Regions from separate parts of the Mus musculus genome. Here all the other regions are linked to region 3. Evidence: chromatin contacts called from public promoter capture Hi-C data. All regions are on one chromosome and are shown on one strand. The core of a region is the stretch at or near the end of the contact, and the rest is flanking DNA. Distances in the headings are between cores, read along the strand shown.

What was found. Promoter capture Hi-C pulls out the DNA fragments that hold promoters and counts their contacts.
Region 1: a contact with region 3 is called in a promoter capture Hi-C map of liver, with 4 times the contacts expected there. The contact joins two enhancer-like sites. A contact is called at or near these places in 2 of 39 promoter capture datasets (liver and pre-B cells).
Region 2: a contact with region 3 is called in a promoter capture Hi-C map of liver, with 4 times the contacts expected there. The contact joins two enhancer-like sites. A contact is called at or near these places in 2 of 39 promoter capture datasets (liver and pre-B cells).

What each region holds. Positions count from the first base shown.
Region 1 is chr7:125,656,122-125,659,260 of GRCm38.p6, reverse strand. Gtf3c1 (general transcription factor III C 1) reads left to right here. Exons shown (of 37, transcript NM_207239.1): 24 at 47-204; 25 at 1,633-1,775. Among named protein-coding and RNA genes, the nearest start is that of Gtf3c1, 50 kb to the left of the region's middle. Within about 2 kb of position 1,555, at least 5 of the 459 cell types and tissues checked have an H3K27ac peak or open chromatin away from gene starts, as enhancers often do. A contact at or near this core is called in liver, where this site is marked.
Region 2 is chr7:125,730,118-125,732,988 of GRCm38.p6, reverse strand. All of the region lies in intron 2 of D430042O09Rik (RIKEN cDNA D430042O09 gene), which reads right to left. Among named protein-coding and RNA genes, the nearest start is that of D430042O09Rik, 24 kb to the right of the region's middle. Within about 2 kb of position 1,483, at least 5 of the 459 cell types and tissues checked have an H3K27ac peak or open chromatin away from gene starts, as enhancers often do. A contact at or near this core is called in liver, where this site is marked.
Region 3 is chr7:123,464,373-123,467,414 of GRCm38.p6, reverse strand. It overlaps Aqp8 (aquaporin 8), which reads right to left. Exons shown (of 6, transcript NM_001109045.1): 4 at 2,092-2,306; 5 at 695-829; 6 at 1-7. Among named protein-coding and RNA genes, the nearest start is that of Aqp8, 3.6 kb to the right of the region's middle. Within about 2 kb of position 1,519, at least 12 of the 459 cell types and tissues checked have an H3K27ac peak or open chromatin away from gene starts, as enhancers often do. A contact at or near this core is called in liver, where this site is marked.

The DNA of each region.
Region 1 (3,139 bases), core at 306-2,805, 2.2 Mb before region 3:
CAAGCCAGTTGCTGAAGGACCCTCTCCTTTCTTCTTGTGTTTCTAGGAGAGCATCCAGAAGCCAAAAGCAAAAAGCTACGCTACCAAGATGAGGCTGACCAGAACGCCCTCCGGATGATGACCCGGCTGCGTGTCTCTTGGTCCATGCAGGAGGATGGGCTGCTAATGCTCTGCCGGATCGCCAGCAACGTCCTCAACACCAAGGTACCTCCATCACCCCCGTCCCCTGGGAGCATCCCCGTCCCCTGGGAGCAGCCCTTTGCTAGATTTTGAGAGGTGTGGCTCTGAACTTGTTTCCCATTCCTAGAGGCTGCCCAGAAAAGCATTTCCCAGAATCCCATGCACTTATACTACCAGCCTACATTTCTCCTAGCCTTCAGACGCATGTGCACTTCTGCCTGGCTGCAGTGGAGTAGGTCAAGCCATTTTGCTCTTGTCTGCCCATTCATTCTATGTTGTCTGCCTGTAGAGGCTTGGTGTCTTCTGTACCGTGAACCATTGCTTTCTGCCTTGGCTCTGCAGTTGTGGTACCCATGGACTCTGGAGTAGCTGTCCCCTAAGGCAGAGACACTTGACATTTGTTTTGCTGGCCATAGCCCTATGCTCTGTGTTCCAGACTCACTGTAACTTCCCTGCTTACCCTTCGTTGCTTCTCGTGGTGACAGGCTCCACAGCTCAGCCAGCGTTGCCTGGCTTCACATTCCGACAGCACCTCGGGACCCCGGCTCTCCTTGCTGCCAGCATGCTGTGCAGCCAGGCATGAGCACACTCATGCTTCTTTCCAGAGGGCAGCAGGACATGAGCTCCATGTCAGCAGGGTCAGGGCCCCGGCAGGCAGTGATGCCAACAGGGACAGCAGGCCTAAGAGCTGACTGTCCTCATCACCAGCACAGCAGCCAGGAGAAGCCATTTGTCTCTAACCCTTGTACCCCACCCTCTCCTAAATCTCATCCCTACTTTTCCTAAGGAAGATAGAGGGTGCCCATTACCACCCTGAACTCTATCTGCTACCTCTCACGTGGCTCTTTATTGCAATGCTGGTGGCGAGGAATGCCTCTCCTCCCTCATCACGTAGCCAACCATTCTTCACTAGAACTTGCTGACATCTTATTAGAGTTAGAAATGTCACCTGTCTTTGAGTCCCTTCCTGTGTGTTTTCTGACATGTCCTGAGTCTGCATCTTAGTTCATTTCTACCACTGTGGATGCTGCAGATGCTCATGATACAGAATGTGTCAGTCTTTAAAACTCTACCTCTCCAGCAAGGTGATGAATACCTTTGATCCTAGGAGTCAGGAGTTCCAGGCCAGCCCTGACCACACAAGAGAGAACCCTATCTCAATGTGAAAAAAAAGAAAGAAAGACTACCATACCAAAGCACATTTACTCTTAACTTTACCTGATACTAAGACCCCCCTCTCAGTGCTTGTCAGAACACACAGCTCCATATGATGTTGAGGGCTTGACCTCTTTTCCTGTACTGGCACAGGGTAGGTAGGCAAACATGAAGTGAGCACTTTGACCTCCTTGGGGAAACAGGCTCCCAGGATACATTCGTTCCCAATCCTTTCTGTTAGCTGTCCTGAAAATGGACTCTGCAGATACTAACTGTCACACTCTATATTTGAACTAGGTGAAAGGACCATTTGTCACCTGGCAGGTCGTGCGGGACATTTTGCATGCTACCTTTGAAGAGTCTTTGGATAAAACCTCTCACTCGGTTGGACGAAGAGCTCGCTACATAGTCAAAAATCCCCAGGCTTTCATGAACTACAAGTAAGCCATATTCACAGCTAGGCTGTGCCGAGGCCCGTGTTCCAGCACTCCACCCTTTCTCCTCCTTCACTCACTGCTCAGACTCGGGTGTGGAGTCCAGAATCTGGAAGTGGTTCTGAGCATTTCCATGTACACGATCTTATAGCTCACCCTTGGGAGCAGATGCAGAGCAAGGCTCTCAAGGCTGCTGGTTCACTATGCGTCTGCCCTAGTTATCCCCATACAGAGGTGAGGGACACTGACTGATGCTGCTGTGATCAGAGCAGTCCTAGGAACTCTTCGTAGAGCTTACTCTTGGGAGAAGCATGACAGACTGAGGATCACTCAGCAAAACACACTGTATCCCCTTGGCAGGACTGGTTGCCCCCAGATACTTTTAGGTGGGGCCCAGGTCTTAATGGGGACAGCAGGTACCCAGGAATCACAAAGCATTTTCTTGGCTGCGAAGTCAACCTACTATCTCCTTATAGGCCTTCTGGCCCTTCCCCAGGGGACTAAGGAGGGAGAGCCAGAGAGATTCTGTGAAGTTGGGAGATACCTACAGAGGCCTACAGCATGCTACCAGTGCAAGAATCGGGTAGGGTGGGAGGAGGGACAGAAGAATCTCTTATATAGTTCTTGTTCCAGATCAGACAGGGAGCCTGGGCACATCGTGACTCTGCACTGCAAGTCAGCTACAGTCACAGGCCACGGAATGACCAGCCCCGTGGGTCTCCACACTACATGCCTAGGGCCTTTTTCTATGAAGCTGCTTGTTCTTATTTGTAGAATGTTCTTGTTTCCTACCTGAATGAATTTTCTCTGAAGGAAAAATATCCACCTAGTCCCATTCTTCAGAAGAGGAAACACCAGAGAGGTGTGTCAAGGTGATAGAGAGTTGGCAGAGAATGAAGTCTGAAGCTTGGACTGCCTAATCCCAGCATAGCCCGGGACAAAGAAAGAAAAAGGGCGGGGGGGGGGGGGGGGGGGGCGGGGGAGGCTTCAAGGTCAGCAGGCCGGGGTTCTGTCCTCCTGTGTCTGTCTCCTGGACTGTGTCCTGGGGATGGGGTCATGTGCTCACCTGGAAGTAGGATTAAAAAAAAAAAAAAACAAGCCAAGGTCAGCTATCTCTGCCTAAGCCTTTCCTTTCCCTGACAGCAGACATGGTAGGCTCTAGCTGGCCAGGCCTTTCTGGTGGACCTGTTTCTCCTTTGCCATATTCCACTTTCCTCACAGACATGGACAGGCTGGCAGGTGGCCAGCAATGCTGTGCCCAGCAGCTCTGATAGAAAATGGTGGTGTACAGTCAGTTACAAATCACCTGTGATAGGGTATGGCTGAGGGAGAATGTTATTGTCCTCAGTCTCTTCATGGAAGATACAAGC
Region 2 (2,871 bases), core at 234-2,733, 2.3 Mb before region 3:
GGGCAGCTATCTGGTGCTCCCTGGCTGACTTGGTGGATTCCAGAACAATGGGAGACTGTCTCAAAAAAAAAAAAAAAAAAGATGGACAAAACCTCACGAGCATCACTCAAGATGTCATTTGACATGCAAGCACATGCACACATAGCAGCCATCTGCACGCACACACACACACACACACACACACACACACACACACACAAACCAAGAAGAGAGGGTAGGTGGATGGAAGCACCTATGACTACTAGTTGGAAGGACACATAAGTGGTTTCATCTTGGAAAGGGAACTGAGGACTGCTATCAGGAACATAGTTAACCTTCAACTGTTTCTTTTTATTGATGTGTTACAGACAGAAGTTGGGGCCTCATACATATTAGATAAGTGCTCTGCCATAGAGCCACATCGCCAGCCCCTTCTTCCAAACACCCCAGCATTGACTAGATGACTGATCCCGCTCCCTGGCCTCTGAATGGAGCTCCTAGATAGGAAGAGTGTAAGAGAGCAACAGGTGTGAGTGGGAGCCTTCCCTTGGTGGCAGAGGGGGCTGGTTCCTGAAATCCAGGTCTCTCCTGCTTTGCCTGAGAAAGGAAGCCTCTTTAATCTGTGCCCAGAGGAACTGTATGTGAGAGTGTGGATGCATGTACACGCAGGCAAGCTTAAGGTTTCTAAGTGGGACAGTTAAATGGCTTTTACAGTCCTTTACAAAGTGAGCTCACAGATGAGTGGTTTTTAGAATCTCCAATCAACTGCAAAAGATGGCAGTCCATTATCACAAGAGGCTCTTGGAGTGGGTAAGAGCGGAGGCCCAGGAGTAAATAGGGCTCACTTATCTGAGACACCCATCCAGGAAGTAGGAAGGTTGGAGTTCACCTAAAGCTAGCCTGAGCCAGGAGGACCCCTAGAGGAAGAAGGGTAACTGGGTTTTCTCACTGTTGACATGTACACAGTAGATAGCCAAATATTCATGGGACACTCTGGAACAAATGCCACTGGAAATGAACTAGGTAGCTGCACTGCAAACTAGCTCTCCCTGGAGAGCAGTGTCAGAGTGCCAGTGCTCAGTGCCAGAGGTCACCTGCTCAGCTATGAGATCTATGTGACCTGCTCTGGACCTACACTATGGCCCTGAATGCACCCAGAGGCTCTAGTTCACAGAGCTGCAGAGGTTCCTCTGCAGCAAGAGGACATGCCCCCCCCACACACACCCCCAGCACCATGTGCCCTGGTTAGCAGTGTGCACACTGAGAGATGGGAGGGTTAGGTTAGATGGGGAATAAAAATCAGTCTCTCCTCTGGGATTTTCTCTCACTTTCTTCTTAAGCACTGTATGACAAATTTGCTTCCTAATGATTTTTGAGTAAACTACAATGGCCACAATTTCAAAATCATTAATAATTCATGACCAGAGGCCATAAACACTACATAATCGCTACAGGCAGGAACCATGAATACTTGTTAGAGGCAAGGCCAAGAATATTTTTACCAACTGAACTGAAAGCACTTGCTGCTGCAAGGCAACCATCAAGGGACATTTCAGAGGCAACTATGCCCTTTCCAGTACCTCAGCTCAGCCTGCCTCTTCCAGGCAGCCTTTTCTGCCTCTGGAACCTAACAGCTGAATGTGGGTTCTTCTATGCTACCCATCAGTCTCTGTCTGGACCTGTCTCTGTGGTATCTGGAGTCAGTGGCGGCTGAGGGGCAGACTGTGCACAGTACACAGGAGCCCATGATCACCAGACAGGGCTGTCTCACACTCTAAAAAACCATTCTCATCCTCAACTGTATGTGTGCACTGCTAGCAGTTAACAAATTCAGATGTCCGGATCCACACCCAGAGCAGAAGAGCTAAAACGTGCCAGTTAGGCCAAGTGTGACGACACAACCCTGTAATCCCAGCATTCTGGAAGCAAAGGTGAGACGATAACAGGCTCAAGGGCCGAAGAGATGGCTAAGTGAATAAAGCATTTCCTCACAAGTAGGAGGACATGATTCGGATTCCCCAGAACCAACACAGAAACCTGTCAGGAGTGGCAACTACCTATATAATCCCAGCACCTGGGAGGCAGAGACAGGGGATTCCTGAGGCAAGCTGGCTAGCTAGACTAGATGGAATAGACAAGCTTGGAGTTCAAGGAGAGACCCTGTCTTTATAAAGTGAATAATAATAATAATCAAGTAGTACACTCAACTTCAAGTTTGGACCTCCACACACGTGCATATACTCACCCACAGGCATATTACACATATACATAGGAGAAAGAAAGGAAAAGAGGGGGAGCAGGAGAGAAGGAAGGAGACAGACAGACAGACAGACAGAACAACGTGTATGAGTCACACAGCACTACTTTGGGCTAAAGGGGGCCTGGAAAGCTCACTGGGACCCACACACCCCTCACTATGTCAGTCTATGACCCCACATAGGCACATAGGCACAGTGCTCATCTGCCCCAGGGGGAGACTACATTCTCACCCTCTGGGGATAGAGTAGCCCACAGCAAAGGAACAGGACAAGTGTCCCCAGATGCTTGTTCCAACTAACTTTGACAAGAGACAGCGTGCCTTTTCCTTACCTTTCATGGTGACATGGCTGAATCTATGGCTGGCCATCTGCAAAAGGCTCACAGTGCTACCAAGTAGTGATGGGAGGGTACAGAAAGGCAGGGTAGGAGAGGGCAAGTTCAGGGGATCAGGGAGTCCCCTAAGCCAGCAATGTGCTATTAGTGATGCTCTGTTTTTCTAGCCAGTTGAAACAGTCAGCCAGCACCCCCTCTTCAGAGGGCCTGAAGCTATCTTAAATATCTTTCAGAATTAAACCTGTGCATTGAGATAAACAGCCTCATGTTTTGTTTTTTACTTCAAGCACTTTTTAGTAG
Region 3 (3,042 bases), core at 270-2,769:
GAGGAGCCTAAAAATAAATTGCCCTGTGAGGTCTCTATTCCCCTGCAAGAAAGACCCAGCTCTCCATTACAAATCTCTAAGCCCAGAACTCTCTAGACGGGTGGTTTCCTGAGCTGAGTCCTCTCAGGCAGTGGGTGGGCAGTTTCCTCTCTGGTCCCACACATACCTTATCCAGAAGGGTGTGTATGGGTAGCCATTCAGAAATCAGCAACGGAGTGATTAGTGGTGTTTTACACCCGGCTCCAGGCATAGCCTGAAGCCTCTAGACTGCAGTGGGTAATGTTACAAGAAGGCTACGCATCCAGCCCAGACTCAGCCCTCCCAGACACAGCCAAGGGAAGATAGGGAAGGTCTGGGAGGAATTGGTGCTCCAAGGGGAAAGAATATTATCTAAATATGTTGTAAAAAAAATAGATAAAAAAATATTTTAAAGCCAACCTAAACATGAAGCCTACCCACCCATAGGACTATCCCAAGTCCTTCAAAACACATTTGAGTCCTACTTGGAGCCAGTGACACCCATGAACACTTCAATCCTAAGAGCCAGTTAGTTCCCCTTGCAAAGTGGATCTCTATCACTTGGAGCCAAAGGCCTTAGGCAGAGGCAGCACACTTCCCTCTGAAGATTCCCATTTTCCTCCAAGGTTATGTGAATGCCAATCTAGTAGCTGTAGATTCTCTGTCACCCTCCTACCTAATGAGCAGTCCTACAAAGAGGCCAGCCAGGAGGGGGCCCAGCCAGTAGATCCAATGGAAGTCCCAGTAGCCAGCCATCACAGCAGGTCCAAAGGCACGAGCAGGGTTCATGCAGGCTCCAGAGATGCTACCACTGCAGACACATAGGTACCCAAGTTACCAGCATCTCAGAAGGTCCTACCTCAAACCCACATCCTTAATCAGGCCTACAGCCAGCCTCAAGCAGACATCCTCTCTAAACGCCCATACCAGGGCCCCTGGGTGGATCCCAGAGGCTGTAAGGGAGCCTTGCTTAGCTCTAGGCTGACAAAGGGTGATTGCTACATGACCATCATATCAGCCCCTCCGCATACATACACACTTCTAGAACAAATGGTCAGCAAAAGCACCTGCTTAGTCACGACAGGAGGGGAAAGTGGAGCACATTCCTTTCCAAAGTCTAGAAAGCAAAGTCCAAGGAGCTCCGCCCATTTTGGAGTTGACCTACATTCAAAGTCCAGCCCGGGCAGTTCTACTCTGTGACCTTTGTCTAACCTCTCTACATATCCACTGAGGTGGCAGTATCCACTCCATAGGCTGTAGCCAGGAACAAATGACACAATGTGCATGTCCTGATGGTTACTAAAGTGTGTCTGGCACACTGAGGACCTCATGCCACAGACTTGGGCCCTACTTCCAGAAGGAGCTTGTTTCCAAGGCACACCTCAGCTCTGGGTTCTGTCTCCAAACCCAGTGCCTTCAGGCTGATCTATAACCTTCAGTGGGTTCTGTGTCCAGAAGCCCATCCAGGTAGGGGAGCACACTTGTAAGTGAAGCAAGTGTCACTAGGTGGCAGCAAAGCACCACTACTGCTGAGCTACGGCATTCCCGGACCATTCAAGGGGACAGAGCCCTGAGCCTGAGAAAGGTTTGGTTCTGTGTCCAAATGAAAAAAAGGAACTGAACTTTTGGTGTTGACCTCTTACATTTCAGCAGATGTGAATAATTGTCCCAGATTTGTCTCTTTAGACTCTCAGTGACCCTGAGTCATTTCTTGCCTTTCGGAACCACAGTTTGACTACCTATACAAGGGAGAAATCTTTCCTGAGTCTCCTTAATGCCTTCCCAAAACTAACAAGAAGCTTGAAATCAAAGAGACCAGGGTTAGAGATCATTTTTTGTAAGACAGAGTCAACACCCCGAGGGAATGCTTTATTTCTTATTACAGAAATTAGGAATTTTCATCCAGACCTCTGACTTAGCCCTAAATGAAGTAGAAGGGTGGCCATATTCTCTAGCCAAAAATCACCTAGCACTGCCTGATACCACCTACCCACCATTGCCTCTTGCCTGCCTAAAGCCAGCCCACTCTCCATTTGCCACGGGGCAGCCATCACACTTTTGAGGGATACTTACCCTGCCAGGATGTCCACAATGACAGAGAAGCCAATGGAGAATGGGGCTAAAGGGCCCATTGTCTTCTCATTGACAGCACCCATACACACAGCCAATACCAACAGCATTGTCAGAATGATCTCTATCCCCAGGGCTTCTGCCACCTGCTCCTGCTCCTGGACGATGGCAAAGGCTGCCCCAGATGCATTCCAGAATCTTTCCTCTGGACTCACCACCTGTGGAGGAAAAGCCACTCAGCCTAGACGAGAGACGCTGGGAGCTGACACAGGTCCGTGCTCCCACCCATCTGCATTTGGGCAGAGCCATGTCTGTTTCCCAGCTTCTCCCCTTTTCATGTATAACCGAAGAAGCTGCAAGACTTCCCTGAGCCTTGCTTTGCACCTTTGAAAACTGAGGATAATGGGTGTTGGGCCCTAGTCCCCCTAAATAATCTTCGCTGAGAAAAAGAGCGCAAAACTAGCTTGCCTCAAGCTCTCCAAGATGAAGACATTGAGGGACCTGAGGGCCTTGAGAAAACAGAGTGAGTGGTTGAAAGTGAGTCAGTCTCATGGGGACAGGCACTGGTGGAAGTCAACAGTGAGGGAGAAGGGAAGAATAGAAAGGAGGGGGAGCAGGAGGGATGGAGGGAAGGAGCCCCAGGAATTATATACAGAGCCCATCCAGGGGATGAAGCTCTATGGTAGACCATTTCTCTGGCATGTTCAAGTCTCCTGCTAGGGCACCACGTGCATGCCTAGTAACCACAGAGGCCAGGAAAGAGTGTTAGAGCCCTAAGACTGGAGTTACATAAGGTTGTGAGCTGCCATGTGGGTGCTGAGAACTGAACCCAGGTCCTCTGGAGGAGCAGCCAGTGCTCTTAACTGCTGGGGCATCTCCTTGGCCCGGGAAGTAGCCTTTTTGACTAATAGAAAGATTTCTAAGATTTCAAGCAAACCCAAAGGTAAGAGAGGG